2 separate regions of the Rattus norvegicus genome follow, and region 1 is linked to region 2. Evidence: chromatin contacts called from public Hi-C data. All regions are on one chromosome and are shown on one strand. The core of a region is the stretch at or near the end of the contact, and the rest is flanking DNA. Distances in the headings are between cores, read along the strand shown.

Evidence for each region. A called contact is a pair of places that touch in the nucleus more often than the background predicts.
Region 1: a Hi-C map of the A7r5 cell line shows a contact between it and region 2, with 2.0 times the contacts expected there. The contact joins two enhancer-like sites. A contact is called at or near these places in 5 of 12 Hi-C or Micro-C datasets (the A7r5 cell line, Schwann cells, hepatocytes and 2 more) and 1 of 1 datasets of contacts at active chromatin or transcription factors (oligodendrocytes).

What each region holds. Positions count from the first base shown.
Region 1 is chr3:110,483,936-110,488,230 of GRCr8, reverse strand. All of the region lies in intron 1 of Abtb2 (ankyrin repeat and BTB domain containing 2), which reads right to left. LOC120101612 (a long non-coding RNA gene) reads right to left here. Exons shown (of 2, transcript XR_005502310.2): 1 at 1-4,295. Among named protein-coding and RNA genes, the nearest start is that of Abtb2, 76 kb to the right of the region's middle. Within about 2 kb of position 2,855, at least 33 of the 93 cell types and tissues checked have an H3K27ac peak or open chromatin away from gene starts, as enhancers often do.
Region 2 is chr3:110,422,348-110,426,586 of GRCr8, reverse strand. The region is part of intron 1 of Abtb2 (ankyrin repeat and BTB domain containing 2); the gene reads right to left. LOC120101612 (a long non-coding RNA gene) reads right to left here. Exons shown (of 2, transcript XR_005502310.2): 1 at 1-4,239. Among named protein-coding and RNA genes, the nearest start is that of Abtb2, 15 kb to the right of the region's middle. Within about 2 kb of position 2,671, at least 13 of the 93 cell types and tissues checked have an H3K27ac peak or open chromatin away from gene starts, as enhancers often do.

The sequences.
Region 1 (4,295 bases), core at 1,606-4,105, 61 kb before region 2:
TGAACCATCTCTCCAGCCCCTTCTTTTTTTTTCTTTATTGCAATAGAAGAAGACAGCATAGCTTGGCATGGTAGTATACTATATAATCCTAGTGCCAAGAGACTGAGCGGATGGATCATGGGCTGGAGTTCAGCCTAGGCTACATAATGAGATCCTAACTAAAAACAAAAAAGAAACGCGACCAGTGTGATAAGGCAGGGCACACATGAACATGAAGTAGGTTTTAAATATATCCTAGTCTCCATTTGAGTTTCTCTTTTCACAGTTTGTTATCCACAGTCAACTGCAGTCTGAAAATATTAAGTGGAAATTTCTGAAAACAATTCACAGGTTTTAAAGCTGTGTGCTATTCTAAGTAATATGGTAAGAATCTAATTCGCTGTACCTCCGATGGGATTCACCCCTTTGTGCCGTTTGTTCACACTATATATGCCACCTGGCCTGTCTCAGTCATCAGAATGACTGTTCAGCATTGCCAGGCTGTGCTCAAATAACTGATTTTACTTAATAATGGCCTGAAGTGCAAGATTAGTGATGCTGGTAATTAGAATACGTCAGAGGCAAACAGTAAGGGGCTTTAAGAGGAAAAATGGAAGTTCTTAATAAGGAAAAGAAAACAATCATGCTGAGTCTAAGGTCTTTTGCAAAAGCATACTCTGTGAATTTGTGAAGAAGGAAAAAGGAATCTGTGCTCTCACACCCACATCCAAACTGTAAGAGTTAAAGCGACAGTGCATAAGTGCTCACTTAAAATAGAAAAGGTCCTCTGCTCTCTCTCTGTGTGTGTGTGTGTGTGTGTGTGTGTGTGCATGTGTGTGTGTGTGTGTGTGTGTACAACATACAGCACTATCCGTGGGATTCTGAGGTACCTGCTGCTAGGGTCTTAGAAAGTGTCCTCTATGGATGAATGTGTCTACTCTGTGTCCTGCTGGTCCTCAGGTCTGAGTTAGTACATCTCAGTGGCCCAGCCTCCCTTCTCTCCACACTGATGAACAACTCGTCTGGTCAGGCTTTGCTTTTTCCATCACCTGCTGCCCTTAGCCAGAGTTTCTCTAAGTAGAAAGCGGGGGTTTGCAGAGAGGCTGGGACGCTAGACAGATGTGGGAGACAAGGTAGGTGAGCTAGGCTTGCCTCTTTTCTTGTAGAGCAAGAAGCAGTTGGCCTTTACATCCCTATTGAAACAATCAGTTCATCCCCGGCCCCCCCCCCCCCCCCGTTCCCTCCCATCTGCTTGGAGGCTGAAGACCGTTCTCCACAATGACCTCCCCAGGGGCTGGCACCTGACTGGCTTTGCTCTAACAGTCTGCCAGAGAAGGGCTCCCATACCTTCTCTAAGGGATGACACTGGCCTTAGTCCCCAGCGAAAGTGTGGAGGGAGTCCTGGTGCCACACCTGACCTTCTAGTGGCAGCGTGGAGAGGAACCTGGATGAGAAGTACAGAGTATGGGGCTCAGGCTGCGAGGCTACCATGGGTCTGGCTCTCTCTAGCTCTCGCAGTCCTGGATCTTTCCTCTCAGAAGAGATCTGTAATTTGCTTGACCTCCATGACTAAATGGCCCCTCAAGTCTATGCTGCAGTCGGATCATGGTTCCTTCCCTGTGCTCTGGATCAGAAGAGAGGCTATCAGGTCGTACAGTGAGCATTTCTGTTCCAAAGCAGAGTATGTAGGAGTGAACCCATTCCTTTGGCTGTTATACTTTAAGGCCCACATTCATAGGAATTTGCCCAGATGTTCTGTGGAGGCCTTTCAAACTTGCTTAGAAAAAAATCTGGCTGTCAGTATCTAGCTGGTTGGATGGTTACTCTCTATATAGCTTTAGCTTTTTCTCCTTAATCTGACTAAAGAAACCCACAGAGAAGCTCAAAATCGATACACTGGCCAACTACAAAGCCCTCTTTGTTCTGGACCAGCCACTTCTAGAGCACTGAACTGTTCGAAGTCCAGGGTGGATATGACATTCCTGCCTGCAGCTGGGGCAATAGGGCCTGCAGCTGGGGCAATACTGCCTGCAGCCCCAGTCACAGCCCTCCCCACTGTGGCTCTGCTTCCTTATCCTGGGTGGAGGGCTCGGCTTCCTTTCCATCAAAGACTGCTCTGGCCTAAAGATTTTTCATGCCTCTATTCAACATCCTTGTTCACCAAAGTCAGCTTAGAGTGTGAGGATTGAGAAGATGTGTATACAAAGCTGGTTCTTCCACAACCAACTCAAGGCTTACCAAGTTACCTTACTTTCTTATGACTCAGTGGCTTCACCTAAAAGCAAACAGAAGAAAGGGTACCTGGCCTATTCTTGCCAAGAAGATGCAGGGAGAAGAGAAAAACAACACCTGAAACACTCTTAGAAGCAGGCTTTTAATGTCCTTAGGAAAGGAGTCATGGGCCATGGTTCCCAGGCATCCTGGCTGGGCCCTTTACCTTCCAGAGAGAGAGAGGTGGGGGGGGGTGCATAGTAAGGACAGCAGGCCCAAGCAGCATTCTAGTCACCAGAGGAGAGAAAGTCAACTAGGAGGAGGTGCTAAAGCAGACACCCTCAGCACAGTGAATCTTTCAACTTCTGGAAGATATACCAAGAAAAGTTCTCAGTCCATAAACAGATTTTCCTAGAGATGTCTCACAGAGTCCCTTCCCCTGGATACCTTCTATGAACTTTCTAGCAAACAGAAAGTCTCTGTGGGGATAGGTTAGAAAGAACACGGAGAGTCTGGTCCCATTTCTACCCCGCATTCATCATGGGATTTCAGAGTAGCTTTATCCTTCCTGGCCTTCATTTCCTCGTCTGTGAGCTGAGTCGGCGTAAAAGACTGAGCCCTTCTAGCCCTGGTGCAGTGTACGTCTTTAGCCTGCAGGAAAACAGTAGTGTGTCTTGTTATTTCTAAGCAAAGGCCCTAATTGTTCTCAACAGCCCTGAACTCCTCTATCTAAAATCCACAAGCTCTCTTCTCCCCTCCCTCCCACTATTCCTCCTTCCTCTGAGACCCACAAGACTGTTACAGAACATTCATTTATTTTTCTTTGGTGCTGGGGTTGAACACTCTGATGACTAAGCCATTGAATTTTAATATGCTACTGTGCTCCTGGGAGGATGCCTTCATCTCCCAGCCCCCATCCCGTCCCTGCACCCTGCAAGGACATGTGGTAGTCGTTAGGAAGAGTTTGATCAAGTTTAGGTTTTCAGGATGGAGAGGAGGGGGGAGGGCTGGTGGCCAGGCATGATAAATGGACACAACATTCAGAGGGCCACTTGGAAAATAAACATAAAGCCCCCTTTGAGCAAGCCCACTAAAAACAAACTCCCCCCAAAGCCATTCTCTATTTTGTGAGTGGAGGTGGGGGTGGGGGGATATGGGAGGAACCAAGAGGAGGCAGGGTTCTTTGGTTGAGGGCACAGAAACTATTGTATTGACAACTGCTAGACTATCAGACACTGCCCACCATGTGTCACAAATGGAACATCCTCCATGGCTAAAGCTGGTTTCTAGCTCATGAGTTCCTGGGAAACAGCAGCCCCAATTCTGACCTAATTCTCCAGAGAAATATGGTTCACTATGTCAGAGGTGGGCAATGCAATGATCCAGGAACATCCCGCTGGGGCTCAGTCTTGTCGACTTTAAGAAAGCCCCTCACAACAAATGACAACTTCCTTAACCTCTCTTTCTGGACATCTGCCACTCTCTGCCTCTGCCCCCAGCCACTCTCCCATTGTACTTTACATCCTACTTTAATTATCACCCGACCCTATTTCCACCTGACTTCTACCCCAGCAGAAAGAACCTTGAGTCCTGAAATGCTTGGTGGACTACAGCAAAGAATTACAGTGTTCTTAGGTGTGATGATGACGCTGCTCTGTTCTGGTGGTTAGGAGACTGAACGCAGGGCCTGGCTCTTGCTAGGCAACTCTGAGCCACATCTCCACCCGGGGCTGACACTGTTAAAAAGATACATAACTTAGTATGAAGGCAATGACATGAAACGGGAAACATGAGTAGTTCAGCTACAACAGCAAAGTGACAGGTGAGACAAGCTCTGACAGCTGGGGAGTTGGTGTGGTTACTACGCAGGAGTGTTCGCAGACAGCTCTTACACTTGTTTGAACGTTTGAAAATATTTGTGATATAGAAAAAGGCAAGCTGAGAAGAAGTCTCAGATCTCTCAATAGGAAGAGTCTACCTCCAACAAGTGGGTAAGTGGTGAATCTGATCAAAAGCCTAGCAGGGAGGAACGTGGCACCTCTACTCTCTGTGCCATTTAATGTTTGCTGCACAAGAGCTTGTACAGTGTACCTGGGAAGGAAATC
Region 2 (4,239 bases), core at 1,422-3,921:
CTCCCCCCATCTCTCACTGGGTCCTGCGAGGAATGGAGGCTGTGCTGACAGTAGACCTCAACACAGGTATAACAGTCAAAACAACTGACAAGAAGAGTCCGAGTTACCCTTTAACCAGGAGTGATTTGTTGGGCTAGGGAAGCCACATAGGATAACAGCTTGGTCAGCATTGGTCATGTTTCCCAAACGGTAACAACACTGTGATGCAATGTCCTGCCCTTGTGTCCTTCCGTTTCTTAGAGGTTCTCTTTATGAATGGTTCCTCCCTCTAGATCCAGGCACACAGAGAGAGAGGAGAGGAGAGGAGTGGCAGCTGGACCCCTCCCATCTAGAGAGATGCCTAGTAATAACTTTGACTAAGATGTCTCTATAGCCTGCACATAGCTCCGAGTTATTTGGAGTTCACCCCAAGTGTCAGGTTTGGCACATCTAACTGTGGACAAATGAGTGACAACTGCATAAACACATGGCTACTTCATACGCGAATTCATAAGTGAATCCTGTAGAAAGAACCAAGTTCTGATTACACTGCATGACTGGGCAGAGCTGCTTACACGGCCTAACACAGAAAGAGGAGAGCAGGCTGGTAGTCACTTGCGAGCTTCTGGGATGACAACTGTGGTGTGCTTTTTAACTCTACCATCCAGGGAGAAAAGGAAGAAAAGAAAAAAAGACCACATGGAGCCCATGCCATACACATGTGATTTACACATGGCTTTACGTGCTAGCTCCCCTCCAGATCACTTCTATGATTTAAATGAACAATAGATCAGCAATAGAAAGTACAAACAGCCAAGGCAGAGAAAGAATCCCCAGTGTCATCCCTGGGAAACCCAGAGAAGGAAGGTGGAAACTGCAGCTCACGCCTGCGAGTACTGTGTCAGTCCCATCAGAGGATGTGAGACTGAGGTGTGAGACTATTGTGTCCCATCTCACCGAGTCCTTACAAGCACACCACCAGGTAGGCTCTCTGGATTCCCTTTTTACAGATGGGAGAACTGAAGTACAGAAAGGTTAAATTATTAGCTGTGTTATCTAGGGAAATGAGTGAATGGTCATGGGTTGAACCCAGGCCCCAAGTGTGAACAGATACTCTGTTCTCTCTATAGCTCAAGAGGCCTCTCTTGATTCCAAAGATATTCCTTCCAAATTTCCCCTTAGCCAAGAGCCCAACAAGGGCTCTGTTTGTCTCAATTCTCACAGCACAGGGGATAGAAGGTACACAGGGCACACGAGACACTCAAAACCTGGAACCCTGGGATACTTTCAAGAGTTTCCTACAGTCACCCAAGGTTTTGGTGGTAGCATCCCAGGTAGTGCTGACAGGCTGGCTCTGGGCAAGAGGCCCTTGAAAAAAACACACCCAGAGCATGGAAGGAACAGGCAGTTCCTCAGGGAAAGTGAACTCTAAAGAACAAACACTGTCTGATGTGACCAGGGGGCCATTCAATAAACCAGAGAGGAGATCCAGAGTCTGAAAGGAGACCCTAAACCAGAGGACACAAGTCCCAGTGACAGGAGCAGCAATAGTATCAACTCCATCCCTTTAGAGTGTCTAAGGGTTAGTCAGCTCTGCAACAGGCATTGTTCTATGCACATTTCACCATTTTGTTTAACCCTGGTGGAAACCCCATGAGGTATTTCCAAAACCATTTCACTGACAAGGGAACTTTTTCAGAGAAGCTAAGTGACTTGCCCTAGGCCACACAACTTAGAAACCATAAAACATAACCTTGTGTGAGAGTCCAAAGGTTAGAGCCACAAAAATCAATGACCTTAATCTCTCCTTCCATGAATCTTCCTGCTTCTGCAAACAGAGCGCTTTCTGAGAAGCTGGGGAGTAGTTAAAATGTTTAGACCCATGAAAACCCAGAAAGCTGGCCCAAGTGACCAGCTGGTGACCTACTGTCTAATGGCATGTTGTCTCATAGAACTGTCTGTGATGATGGACGTGCTCTATATCTGACTTGTCCAGCAGCACTGGGCATGCGCGCTGATGGCATACTGGAAAGGAGGCTTGTGTGTGAGCTGTTTAACCGTATCGGATTTTATTATGTTTAAAACTTAATGACCCACATGTGGCTACAGCCACATTATTGAGGAGTGACTTTAAAGCTTTCCATACATGGTCCTAGGCACCACAAGAAGAAGGCTGTGAGAAACCCCTGGCTTCCCTGGGGCAGCCCTTGTGTGAGTGAATAAAGAAAAATAAAACTCACTTCAGAGCAAGGCTTGGAAACTCTGCAGCCAGAGGAGAGAAACAGCCAAGTCCTAAACAAATGGCCTCTCACTACTCCCTCCCCCATAAGAGAAAAATTAAATGCAGAAAAGGCCCCAACTTAGTCACTCAGGAAAGGCTGCTACTTTCTGAGAGGACAGATGCTTCTGGCTTAGGATGACACAGGACTCAAGGACAGTAGAAAGGGAAGAGCCCAAAGAGTAAACAAGAAGAGGCCAGGCATTCTCTGAGGTGACATAAATCCAGAGGAAAATGGACTCAAGGAGCCAGAGGCCTCCAAACATTCTTCCCCTTGAACTATTTTAGGCAACCACTCAGTTTCTCGGAGGTTATTTCATTCACTTCATGGACAGAAGGTTCCAGCTTTAAATAGGCAGAGGAGCACCTCTAGCACAGCCCGTGTGGCAGGCCAGCACCCCACCAAGGCAGGCTATTTTAAGGCACCTAAATGGCTCCCTGTTCTAAGCATAAGGGGTGCTTGGGCCTTTACCAACCCCATCATTTCTTTGCTAATAAAATCGCCCTGTGCTTCTCTCCACCCAGGCACTCCTGAGGGAAGCAGGGAGGCAGCAGAGTGAAGAAGGACTCAAGCTAGGCCATCTTGTTTTTATCAATAATATCCAGGGGGTTCTCTGAGCGTCAAGTCTCTTCAGCAAGACTACATGCAATGAGTGAAGAGAATACATACAATAGCAGAACCACATGACCCAAGACATGTGAAACACACGGCCCAGGTACCCTGTAAAGCTCAGCACTGCATAGTTTACGTGCTGGACGTGGGAGTTGACACTATAGTCTGCTGGCTCCTCTGATAGAGGAGGATACATGTGTGGTTGGGAACCAAGAATCTGGAGGAAGGCTGCCTGGGTTTCATTATGTGACTTGTGAGACCTGAGCCGGTTACTTAACCTCTTTACACAGTTTCTGCATCCTAAAGATGTAATTAACAGAAGCTTTACCAGTAGATTAAACATCATGACCTCACGGCGGCACTGCCGCTTCAGATCTAACTTTGCCCTTCCCAGGTAAGCCCAGTACTCCAGGCTTCTCTTGGAGCTCTCTCGGGAACTCTGCAGTTGAAGAGAGATCCAAGCATCATAGCTAAGGGGTGAAGGAAAGCCATCAGCCTGGGTGGGGCAGAAGCAAGCACTCCAGAACAGTGATGCTCTGCCCACTAATAATAGCTAATGTCTGAGTGTTAGCCGTACACCAGACGTTCCCAAGCACTCTACCCACGCAATCGGAGCCCTTTTCCACACCATTTCCCTCAGAGTTTCTGAAGGAAAGGCCTTACATTAGTCACACACGCATTTATTCTTAAGCTTTCCAGGTGATGATACCATGAATCTATGGGTGGGAATTAATGAAAAAGCTACTTGATGGGAACTGTGATATCCCCATTTAATAGTAGAGGAAAACTGAGACGCCAGGTGGTCGGTCAGTGGCAACCATAAGATTCCATCCATATCTACCCTATGGCCCCACCTTCTGAGGAGCAGGCCCTTGGATACACACAGTATCTTATGAACACTCTTTCTGTATCAATCCTGACTCACTTGTCTGAATCCAAAGCTGCCTGAATATGGGGTCTAGTTTTTCCAAAAGTGAAGAACATGTATGTAAAGTAACAAGTAGTCCAAAGAGCAGGTGGACCTAACTAAACAGACCGCATGTTAATAATGGGAGACAGCAGAGCTCATTGCCTTCATGGAGGCTGTTGGCTGGCTCTGTCCCTGGAAGGGCAAATTAGCACAGCTATTCAATTTATTACACAACTGCAAAAGCGTAAGGTGGCCTCACCTCCTACCCAGCTTCCTACTTACTATCTCTGTAGGTTAAATTGGGGACAAACAGCCAAATCTATACTTGCGTCTCTGGCTTAGTGTTGCCCTTTCAATGCTTCAGTGAAGCCTGGCCCGTAAGCTTTACTGTCACTCAGTTTTTCCTCACATATGAGACTGCAGGTAAATACCATTGGCCCTGACTATAAACACATCCAT